Linked DNA regions of Mus musculus: region 2 is linked to region 1. Evidence: chromatin contacts called from public HiChIP or PLAC-seq data. All regions are on one chromosome and are shown on one strand. The core of a region is the stretch at or near the end of the contact, and the rest is flanking DNA. Distances in the headings are between cores, read along the strand shown.

What was found. HiChIP or PLAC-seq counts read pairs in DNA pulled down with a chosen protein or histone mark.
Region 2: a contact with region 1 is called in an H3K27ac HiChIP or PLAC-seq map of embryonic stem cells, with 11 read pairs. The contact joins the enhancer-like site here to the promoter of Wwp1 in region 1. A contact is called at or near these places in 3 of 39 promoter capture datasets (3T3-L1-derived adipocytes, maxillary cranial neural crest and pre-B cells), 46 of 484 Hi-C or Micro-C datasets (B cells, the Ba/F3 cell line, CD4 T cells and 29 more), 9 of 115 datasets of contacts at active chromatin or transcription factors (bone marrow-derived macrophages, embryonic limb bud, embryonic stem cells and 5 more) and 1 of 9 other capture datasets (pancreatic islet).

The regions. Positions count from the first base shown.
Region 1 is chr4:19,706,475-19,711,280 of GRCm38.p6, forward strand. It overlaps Wwp1 (WW domain containing E3 ubiquitin protein ligase 1), which reads right to left and starts at 2,530. Exons shown (of 25, transcript NM_177327.5): 1 at 2,365-2,530.
Region 2 is chr4:20,019,778-20,024,325 of GRCm38.p6, forward strand. Ttpa (tocopherol (alpha) transfer protein) reads left to right here. Exons shown (of 5, transcript NM_015767.4): 3 at 1,415-1,608; 4 at 4,008-4,118. Among named protein-coding and RNA genes, the nearest start is that of Ttpa, 14 kb to the left of the region's middle. Within about 2 kb of position 2,519, at least 5 of the 459 cell types and tissues checked have an H3K27ac peak or open chromatin away from gene starts, as enhancers often do. A contact at or near this core is called in embryonic stem cells, where this site is marked.

The sequences.
Region 1 (4,806 bases), core at 1,280-3,779:
ACCCCGACTTCTAAAAAAAAAAAATTTGTGAAGGGAAGAGGATGTGTTTGTGTCACTGTGCAAGTATAAGGGTCAGAGGACAACAACTTTGGAGAGTAGATTACTTTTCTACCAAGGGGGTTTTATGATCAAGTGTAGGTCACCAGGATTGGCAGCAAACACCTTTACCCACTGAGTCATCTTGGCAATTATTTTAACTTTAACTTGATTGCCAAATTCTATCCTGCTTTCCTGTCCTTTCCACTTGGTCAGACCCCTGCTATCTGTAATGATGGAAATCCTGGGGTAATTTATGAATTTCCAGGTTCCTCCTACCTCAATTCATACTACACAATGCCACTAGATTAATTTTTCTAAGCCAAGGTGTAAAATTGTTTCTTAAACTCAACAATCTCCTGTGGGCCCCACACTGTCTAGTAACCTGAAATTCATCTCAATTTAATAATAACTCTTGGGCCAAGAGTGGTAGCGAACCCTTTAATTCTAAGGCTGGGAAGGCAGAGGGAGATAGGTAGATCTCTGAGTTCAAGGCTAACCTGATCCACAGGGCAAGCAAGTTCCAGAACAGTCACATCTACGTAGCAAGACCTGTTCCAAAACAAAACTAAAGAAAGAAAAACCACCTTGTTACTGGTCTTGGTTTTTATTTCAAATTTTCTTACCCTATATCCGAAATCCTGCAGACTCCATCCAAACCCTCTTAGAGTCCTCTACATGAACTACAGTTCCTTGTTGACTTCTTGTCATCCTTCATGCCACCCTTCAGTCCAGAGTCCTCAAAATACAAAACCCCTTAACTCATGTAAGAAGTACCCTCTCTGAACTCGACTTGAGACAATTTTATATATTTATGAAACATACACACACGCACACAAAGGTATTCTGGGCATGGTGGCATAGACCTATGACCTCAGAGGCAGGAAGATGGCAAGTTCAAGGCCAGACTGGGCTTTGTAGTGAGATCCTGCCATTTATTCACAGGGACATAAAAGGAGCATCGGTATATAACCCAACACACATACCTCCTCCATAGCCTGCAAAGACAGAAGCTGCTAACCATTTGATCTACATATACCTCCAAATACCTCACTGTCATGCAGTTGATGCTTAATAATTGTGCAAGGATGTAACAGAAATTTCAGCCAACTCAAGAGATTACCATCTCTTTGAAGGCAAGAGACCTGATCAGCCATGCCCTGGGTTTCAAAAGTACAGTGTCTTAAAAGCAGCTCTACATTTTACGTGAAGAATTATTTGGAAATGTTAATAATCTATGTCTCAAAGAGCTAAGTCACATTTCTCAAGCATCTCAATTTCAACAGCTCCAACACTTGGACATTATCTTTGAATTTAAAATGTTAACTAGTTATTTAAAAAATGGTAATTTTCAGTCAGCTTAAGCACATAGTTTTATGGCTCAAGGAAGTTAGATAAATGAAAGAATGTCTTTTTTAAAAGGAGAGTTTTACTAGCAGTTACATACAGACTTGGTGAGACATGTTAAGTGGATTTATACATAAGCAAAAACTCTTACAGAAACCTACAGACAACTGTGAACAGGGTATTTCATCAGGGGTAAAAAAAACACCAAATGGGGAGTGGGAAGGTAACTCTGGCATTTTTTTCCATAACTCTAAGTAGCGGCATTTTAGGGGGAGGAATTCAATTTTATGCACACAAAAAGATGAAACATTAACAGGGAAAACACAGACATTTGTGAAATATTTTATGGTGGACGAGTAAAATATTTCAAAAGCATAATAGATACACCTTCTTTTTGGTAATAATGAAGAGGAATCGCTTAGAGCAAAAGAACTTACAACTCCAAACCGATGAGTAGAAAGCCATACAGCCCTAAGCCACAAACTGATCATTTAAGGACTGTAAAGGCTAAAGGCGACGGGCAAAGTACCAAATCCTAACAATACTACATTTTAAAAGAAGATTTAAAGGAAAAGGACCCAAATCACGAGATGAGGATTAGAAAATTTTGCAAGGTCACTTGAACCTACCAGGTCACCAAAGGTGGAGATTAAGATTGTTGGTGAGAGGAGGTGCGGAGTCAGTGAAAAAAAAAAAAAAGCTGAATGCTAAAAACGTGTCAGAAAAGGACGTTCTGAGGCTGGCGTCCCGGCTCGCGCCGGTGGGATCCGGGTGAAAGTCAGGGCAGCAGTTCTGAGGCGGGGAAGCTGGGACGCCAGCAAGCCGCCGGTCAGGAGGCTGAGCACTGCAGTCACCGAGCCACTTCGCCGGGCTCCGGTGTCACCCGCACAGGCCGGTGCCAGGGCCAGCTCGGGGCAAGCCCGGCGACCCCACCCCGGCGAACTCCGGCCCGGCCGCCCTCCAGAGCCCCGCTGTACTTACCCGCGCAAAGCTGCGGCTCCCGGGGCCCGCAGCCACCGCGGCGGCGCCTCCTCAGCCCTCCGCGCCCAAGATCGCCATCTCGCAGCAGGCGTCGGCCGGGCAGCTCAGGCCGCCCGCAGCCACTCGGATCCCGCACGCCAAGCGCGCCGACACCCGGCCCTCCCCCCACCCACCCCGGCCTACACCTCCCTTCCTCGGGAGCGCGCAGCGTGCTCGCGACTCCGCTGCCGCTGCCGCGCACGGGCGCGCCTCCCCGCCGGGGCCGCTCTGAGCCTCTGGTCCAGACCGGGAATCCAGCTGCCCTCGAGCATGCGCAGCGAGCGCGCGCCCAGCCCGCCTAGGGGCCACTCCGCTCCTCCGGGTCTTCCAGGCGGTCAGGCGGAGAGGCACGCCAACCAATAAGGGAGAGGAGGTGGAGCCAGAGCCGGAAAGGGGGCGGGGCAGCCGCCGGGAAGCCGGTGGTGACTTGTGAACAGCAGCTACCTGGTCTGTTCAGTCAGCTGCAGAGCTTCCTGCATAACCTCAGGGAAGACCCTCCAGGCACGTCCGTGCTTTCGCAGCCAAAGTAGGCTGCGAAGGAAAACCCCTTGACCTCGCTTTAATATTTGATTTAGGGTCCATTAGTAATGGTAGTCACACGAGACCATTGTGTTGGTAATGAAATTGTTCCTTTCTCTTGGCACCACAGTGGCCCAGGGACAAAGCTACTACTGATTGAGCAAGTGCATATATCCCTTTTCGTACAGTTAATGGACACAGTAATTCTGAAAGGTAGCTGTCTCTTGACTCTTTGACACAATGAGTCAACTGGTTTAGAAAAGAGCTGTTGGTAATTTACATTGCGAGAAAGGTCACACTGCAGTGTAATGACCACATTACTCACCATATGGCCCGCCATTCTACTTCAGAGAAAGAACAAAAGTTCTTCCAGAATAAATAGTACATTTAGCCAAACACCTCAGCTAGACCTCACAAATTAATTTAAACCCACCCCAGAGCCGACTAGTTCTCTTGTCAGAAAAGTTCACGAATCCTGGCTTCTTGTTGCCTGTGACACCTTTAACTTCACTACTCCATAGGTAACAAGTTCTCAGCCTAATCACCTTGTAACATTTCTGTTCTAAATATCTTGTTAACATTAAACCACCTTTCTGATTCACTCCGTTGTTGCTGCAACTTTTGAAGAAGAGAAAAAAGTAGTCTACCAAGAAGAACACTAAGGCTCCATGAGTATTTGTAGGACTCAGTAAATACCACTTGAATGAACAAACGTTCATTCTTTTCCACTCTGGTCCATTAGTTACTAGCCCCTAATTTTACATATAAGTTAGGGGCATATGCCTATGGTGCACAAAAATCTCTCAAAAATGTACATGACAATTTTACTTTTCTTCAACCTATTCCTCTTGCTGTGATAAATGACTGGTCCAAAACAACTTAAGGGAAATGGAGTTTACGCTGGCTCATACCTAGTGACCGGAGCTTGAAGCAGCTGGTCACAATAAACCAGAAGTGAGGAAATAGAGTGAGAGGCATGCTTATCATGCCTTTGTTGCATATAGCCCATGGAATGGCCCTGCCCACCTCAGTTACCAGAAGCAAGATAATCCTTTGAAGGCAATGTCAATAGGCCATCTCCCAGGTGATTCTAGATTCTGTCAAGTTTCCAGCGGACACCAAACATCATGTCACTCTAATGCTTAAGGTCATTGGGCACAGTAATAACCTGTCCACAGGTCTTATGACAACGTGCTTTTCAGAGCACCTTCAAGCTCATATGCTATTTGTAGTGCTAGGAGATTACTGAATGTGTCCACTTGGCTGTGTGTTTAAACTGTGTTGCCTTTACATTTCCTGGACCCTTTTTTCCCCCCTGTAAGATCTCTGTAAATAAATGTACTAGCTGCTTCAAAATGCTCTTCACAGGGGCCTGCCTTTCTCCAGAGCGTGTACAGACTTCTCCTTCTGCCTTCCTGTCTCAGTCTCTCACTCCTCCATTGGTTCAGACTTTCCCTAAGGCCCCAAGAGAAGCCCCTAGGTTCTCCTATGCCCTAAGTTGACGCCTAACATCAAATATGTGTTACTGTTGAATATTTTGTAGTTTCTAGTGAACACCGTTCTTTGTATCTTCTCATCAATCATTTCCCTTGTCCTTGTTTACTGTCTCATGTTAAACCTGCCAAGGTAATCACAGAGTGCGCGTTAAGTTTAGCCCCCCTGAAACACATGAACAAGGTGCCGTGCAGAGAGAGTGTAGGCTTAGGAGACACATTGCTGGGATCAAAGCACAGCTTGGCCACTGCAGACACAGTCTCACTTTCATGACCTTAGAAACTACCTATGAGGCCTCTCCTTTCATTTAAAAATCAAGCAAAGCCCACTGTAAACTGTATTTTAAGACTGCATTGATCCATGAAAAAAAATGTGTTGACATTATACTTT
Region 2 (4,548 bases), core at 1,269-3,768, 310 kb after region 1:
TCTATTACAATTAATTTTTTATGAGATATTTTCTTTATTTACATTTCAAATGCTATCCCCTTTGCTAGTTTCCTCTCCTGCTATAGCTATCTGTTCTTAAAAATAGCTTCCAGTCTCCTCTTCTTACATTTGTTGAAATTATTGCTTCTTTTAATTCAGTTTTCTGTCTTAACTGTTTACTTGATTTTTCCTGCTTTGCCTATGGAGTTTTGTTCCTGTCTTCTGTGTGTGTGTATATATATGACAATTTTTAATAAATCTGGATTACTTTTAAAGACTACTTCTTGCCTGTCCATTACTATTATCATTTCTGCCTGCCACAGCCTGTCTTAGGAATGGTGGGAGGGTCAGGCTGTGTGGAGAAGAGTATCAATACTCCTCTTACCATAGGAACTCTGTTTTCCCTGGACATGATCAGCTGCATTCCTGAGACCAGATTCCTGCTCAAGCCTGCAAGGACATGATTGCTCTGTTCCGCTGGTCCTGGAGATCTGGCATGTGACCAGCTTGTCTATCTGCTCCACAGGCCTTTCCCTTGGAAACCTCTTTGGTTGCTGTGTTAGTTGTCTGTCTATCATTGTGACAGGGTTCCTGTGGAAATCAATACAAAAGGAGGAAAGATTAGTTCCACAGGTCCAAGCCCATCACTGGTTGACTTCATTACTGTAGGATTGTGTTGATGCAACAGAGCATAATAGGGAGAGCAGGATGGAGGAAATCTTAAAAGATTATGGTGTTCAGGAGGCAACAAGTAAGAACAAGAGACAAAATGTCCTCTTCAAGTACACATCTCTAGTGACCCACTTCCTCCAACCAGACCCTACTTTCAACATACAACAGTGCACTAAGTTATGTGCACTGTGAATCCATAGATTGCTTAATCCACTGATGAGCTTAGAGCTCTCTTGAGCTAGTTCCCTCCAGAAAGCACTATCGCTGAACACTGAAGCATGAGGAACCCCGCCTGCAGCACATGACCTTGAGGGTATACTTCAGATCCAAACTACAAGCTACTATGATACTTGCTACTGATTGCAACCCAGGCTCATACTTTTCTATTTCTGAACCTGAAGCACAGTCAGCGGCACTAAACATTTCCATTTCTATGCACAGTCTTGAAGTGATGATATGACTTCATTTATCAATCACATTTGGTCTGCATACATCCCTATCCCATACTCCTAAAATCTATTAATTTCCAGAAATTTAAGGAAGGAGGGAGAAGCAGGCAAATATCTGGGCCTCAGTTCAATGTATTACTTGATTTATGATCCTTTGTTCATGATTTTATTTCTAAGCATCCTTTAGGCTTTAAAATAATCCGTTCCCGTAAAGAATATCTCTGATTCTTCATCCAAGGATGTGGAGGAGTCTTCATCCTAAGATGTGATGTCTTTTTATTTATTTGTTGTAGCATACTGGGACCCAAAAGTTTTTACAGCTTATGATGTATTTCGTGTAAGTCTGATCACATCAGAGCTCATTGTACAGGAGGTGGAAACTCAACGCAATGGAGTTAAAGCTATATTTGACCTGGAAGGCTGGCAGGTTTCTCATGCTTTCCAAATTACCCCATCTGTAGCCAAGAAGATTGCTGCTGTACTTACAGTGAGTATACATCTCAACTGTTAAGTGATAACTATATAATAGTGTCTGGTTTTATTCACCTCTAGAAACATTAGAAATGATAGATACATATTTGAAAAGTATTAACAGTAAATATAATTACATTAAAAATGTAGAAAACTTTAAAAACTAAGTATATTCAACATAAAATAACCAGAAATTATACATTTCAATAACAAAGTGATTTTGTTTTATTTTTGTCAAGCCAGGCATGGTAGAACACATGTGTAATCTCAGGCTTTGTCTTGAGCAAGCAGGAAGATCAGGAAGCCAGTCGCTACATAAGATAACAACAGTAACACTAAAACTGACTCAAAAATATTCATAAATAAAATTATACAATAAGATGTCACATGTCTTGCCAGCTATAAATTGATATTCTTTTCTTCAGAAGTCTAGTCTTTGTATGTAACTTTGTTCTTGTGTGTGTAGCTACACATGTGTAAATGTATGTATGGAAGGCAGAGGACAACCTTAGGGGCCATTCCTGAAGTACCATTTGCTCTATTTTGAGACACAATCTGTCATTGGCCTTCACTGGTTAAGCTCTGCTGGCCCCAATGAATCCTAGCAGCCTGTCTTCACCACCCCAGTGCTAGGATTATAAGCATATACCAACCTGCTTAACTCCCTCCACCTAATGAATTTGAGGATCAATCCCAAGTACAAGTGTTTGCAAAGCAAGCAAATGACTGACTGAGCCATCTTTCCAAATCTCAGAGTCTTTAAAAATAGTCATAATCAGCCAGGCGGTGGTGGTGCATGCCTTTAATCCCAGCACTCGGGAGGCAGAGGCAGGCGGATTTCTGAGTTCCAGGCCAGCCTGGTCTACAAAGTGAGTTCCAGGACAGCCAGGGCTACACAGAGAAACCCTAGGAGTGGGGGTGGGGGGGCAGGTGTTGGGGAGAATAGCCATTAATATAGTAATTTTACCTCTGGGACCTAGACAAAGGGTAATCCTGAATAGAGTCTGAACTTTGTGCATTGTAATGGTAATAGCTTACTTTGCCTTAGCTACTTTCCTAAGTCTTTCAAAAGTGTTTGCCATTTGTCTTTCAAATGGTAATCCTAGGTGTTGGCGAACAGTTTAGAGTCAGAAATGATTGAAGGATCCAAGTTTAGGTCAGCTGAAGGTAAAAGCTGTTCTACAGTCACCTCCCTTGTTCTACAGTGCCTGCAGCATGGTGTCTAATACAAGAAAATTAGATACAGCTTGTGCGGAGAAAGGGAAGTGATCACGTAAATGATGCCACATCATTTGATGGACCAGCTCAACAATGTTAGAACTCACAATGCTCCCCACAAATCATATTGCAACAATAGGAGAGAGCAGGATACAAGAGGATTGCAGAGTGTGTTGGCAATTAAGTTTAAATAAAATTATACATAGAATCTGTAAAAAGAAATTAATAATACATTTCTAAATTGCAAGATGGGAAATTCTTCATGAAAGAGGAAGAAAACGTCTTGATTACCAGTAGTGTCATTAACAGTGTCATTAACAGTAGTGTCATTAACAGTAGTGTCACTAACAGTGTCATTAACAGTAGTGATTGAACTTTTGGATAAGAAAACTATTGATGAATCTATTTTTCTTTTAGGTCTCAACCTTTTAGGACTTTGATACTAAAGATATAAAGATATATACCGATGTCAATGTTTAAAAAGTGTGTGCCTGTTGTTATGTTCTTTTAATTTTCAGGGATGTTTAATTTTTTTCTCTAAAAATATATATTTTTAAAAAAATATACTAGATCAATATGTCCCCAATTGTCATTGTTTACTTAGGAGACACTTTATGTGTGACTAGAGTGGATTTTGTTTTTCTGAAAGGCTCTTAAAATACTCAGCCTAATCTAAGGGGGAGTGGGGACAAGCTTTCTATAGATCTTTTCTGAGTGCACTGATGATATATAAACCAGGTTTTTGTGTTGATGGAATAAATCATTTTGAAAATTAAGTCACTTTAGATTCTGCTGAGTATACGCACACATGAGTATTCACCAAAATGCATTGGAGGACAGAGGTTAATGTGTGGTGTCTTTTATGGTTCTCCATCTTATATTTTGAAACAGGGCCTTGAACTGAATGAACCTAGAGCTCACCATTCGTACTTGGCTGGGTAGAGTGGGGATCTGCCTGCCTCTGCTCCTTTGTTCCTTTGCTCTGGGGACAGACACAGACATGATGGCTGTGCATGGCTACTTGTGGTCTGAACTCAGGTCTTCATGCTTGTGCATCAAGTACGATGCCCATGGAGCCATCTTTCAGACTCGTACCAGAACTTTATAATGTGTTCCACAAGAGACTTGCCTTTAGCAATGTAACTGCTGTATTTATGTTGCGTTATTAAGGTTTTTATTATCCTTTCCTTTCGAAAGGATTCCTTTCCACTGAAAGTTCGTGGGATCCATTTGATAAATGAGCCAGTCATTTTCCATGCTGTCTTCTCCATGATTAAACCATTTCTGACTGAAAAGATTAAGGACCGGGTGAGTAAAATATATTCGTGATTACATCTTACCTCTTTCCATTTAAGGATTTTTTACTATATTCCCATGTTCCTTGCACTAAACCATTGGACCAATATTGCAAATACTACTCTTATAAATTAAAATTTACCTTTACTTTTGAAATATCTATCATTACTGGCTGGGAGACTCTTGGGAAACCGGACTCTCAGGTATCACTGGAGAGTAAAGTATGGTCCCTCTAGAGGGCAGTATAGTAATAGCCATGACAAACTATGTCAGCAGTTTCTGGAAGTTATAAAACAGATAAAGCTGTATAGCAACAAAGGCACATATACTGACAATCATTAAAACCTCCAAGCATTCACTGTGGGGGGGGGGGTGGAAAAACTGTGACAAATCCACACAGGACTGGAGGGTATGTTTTAGAGGAGAAATTCATGCCAGTGCA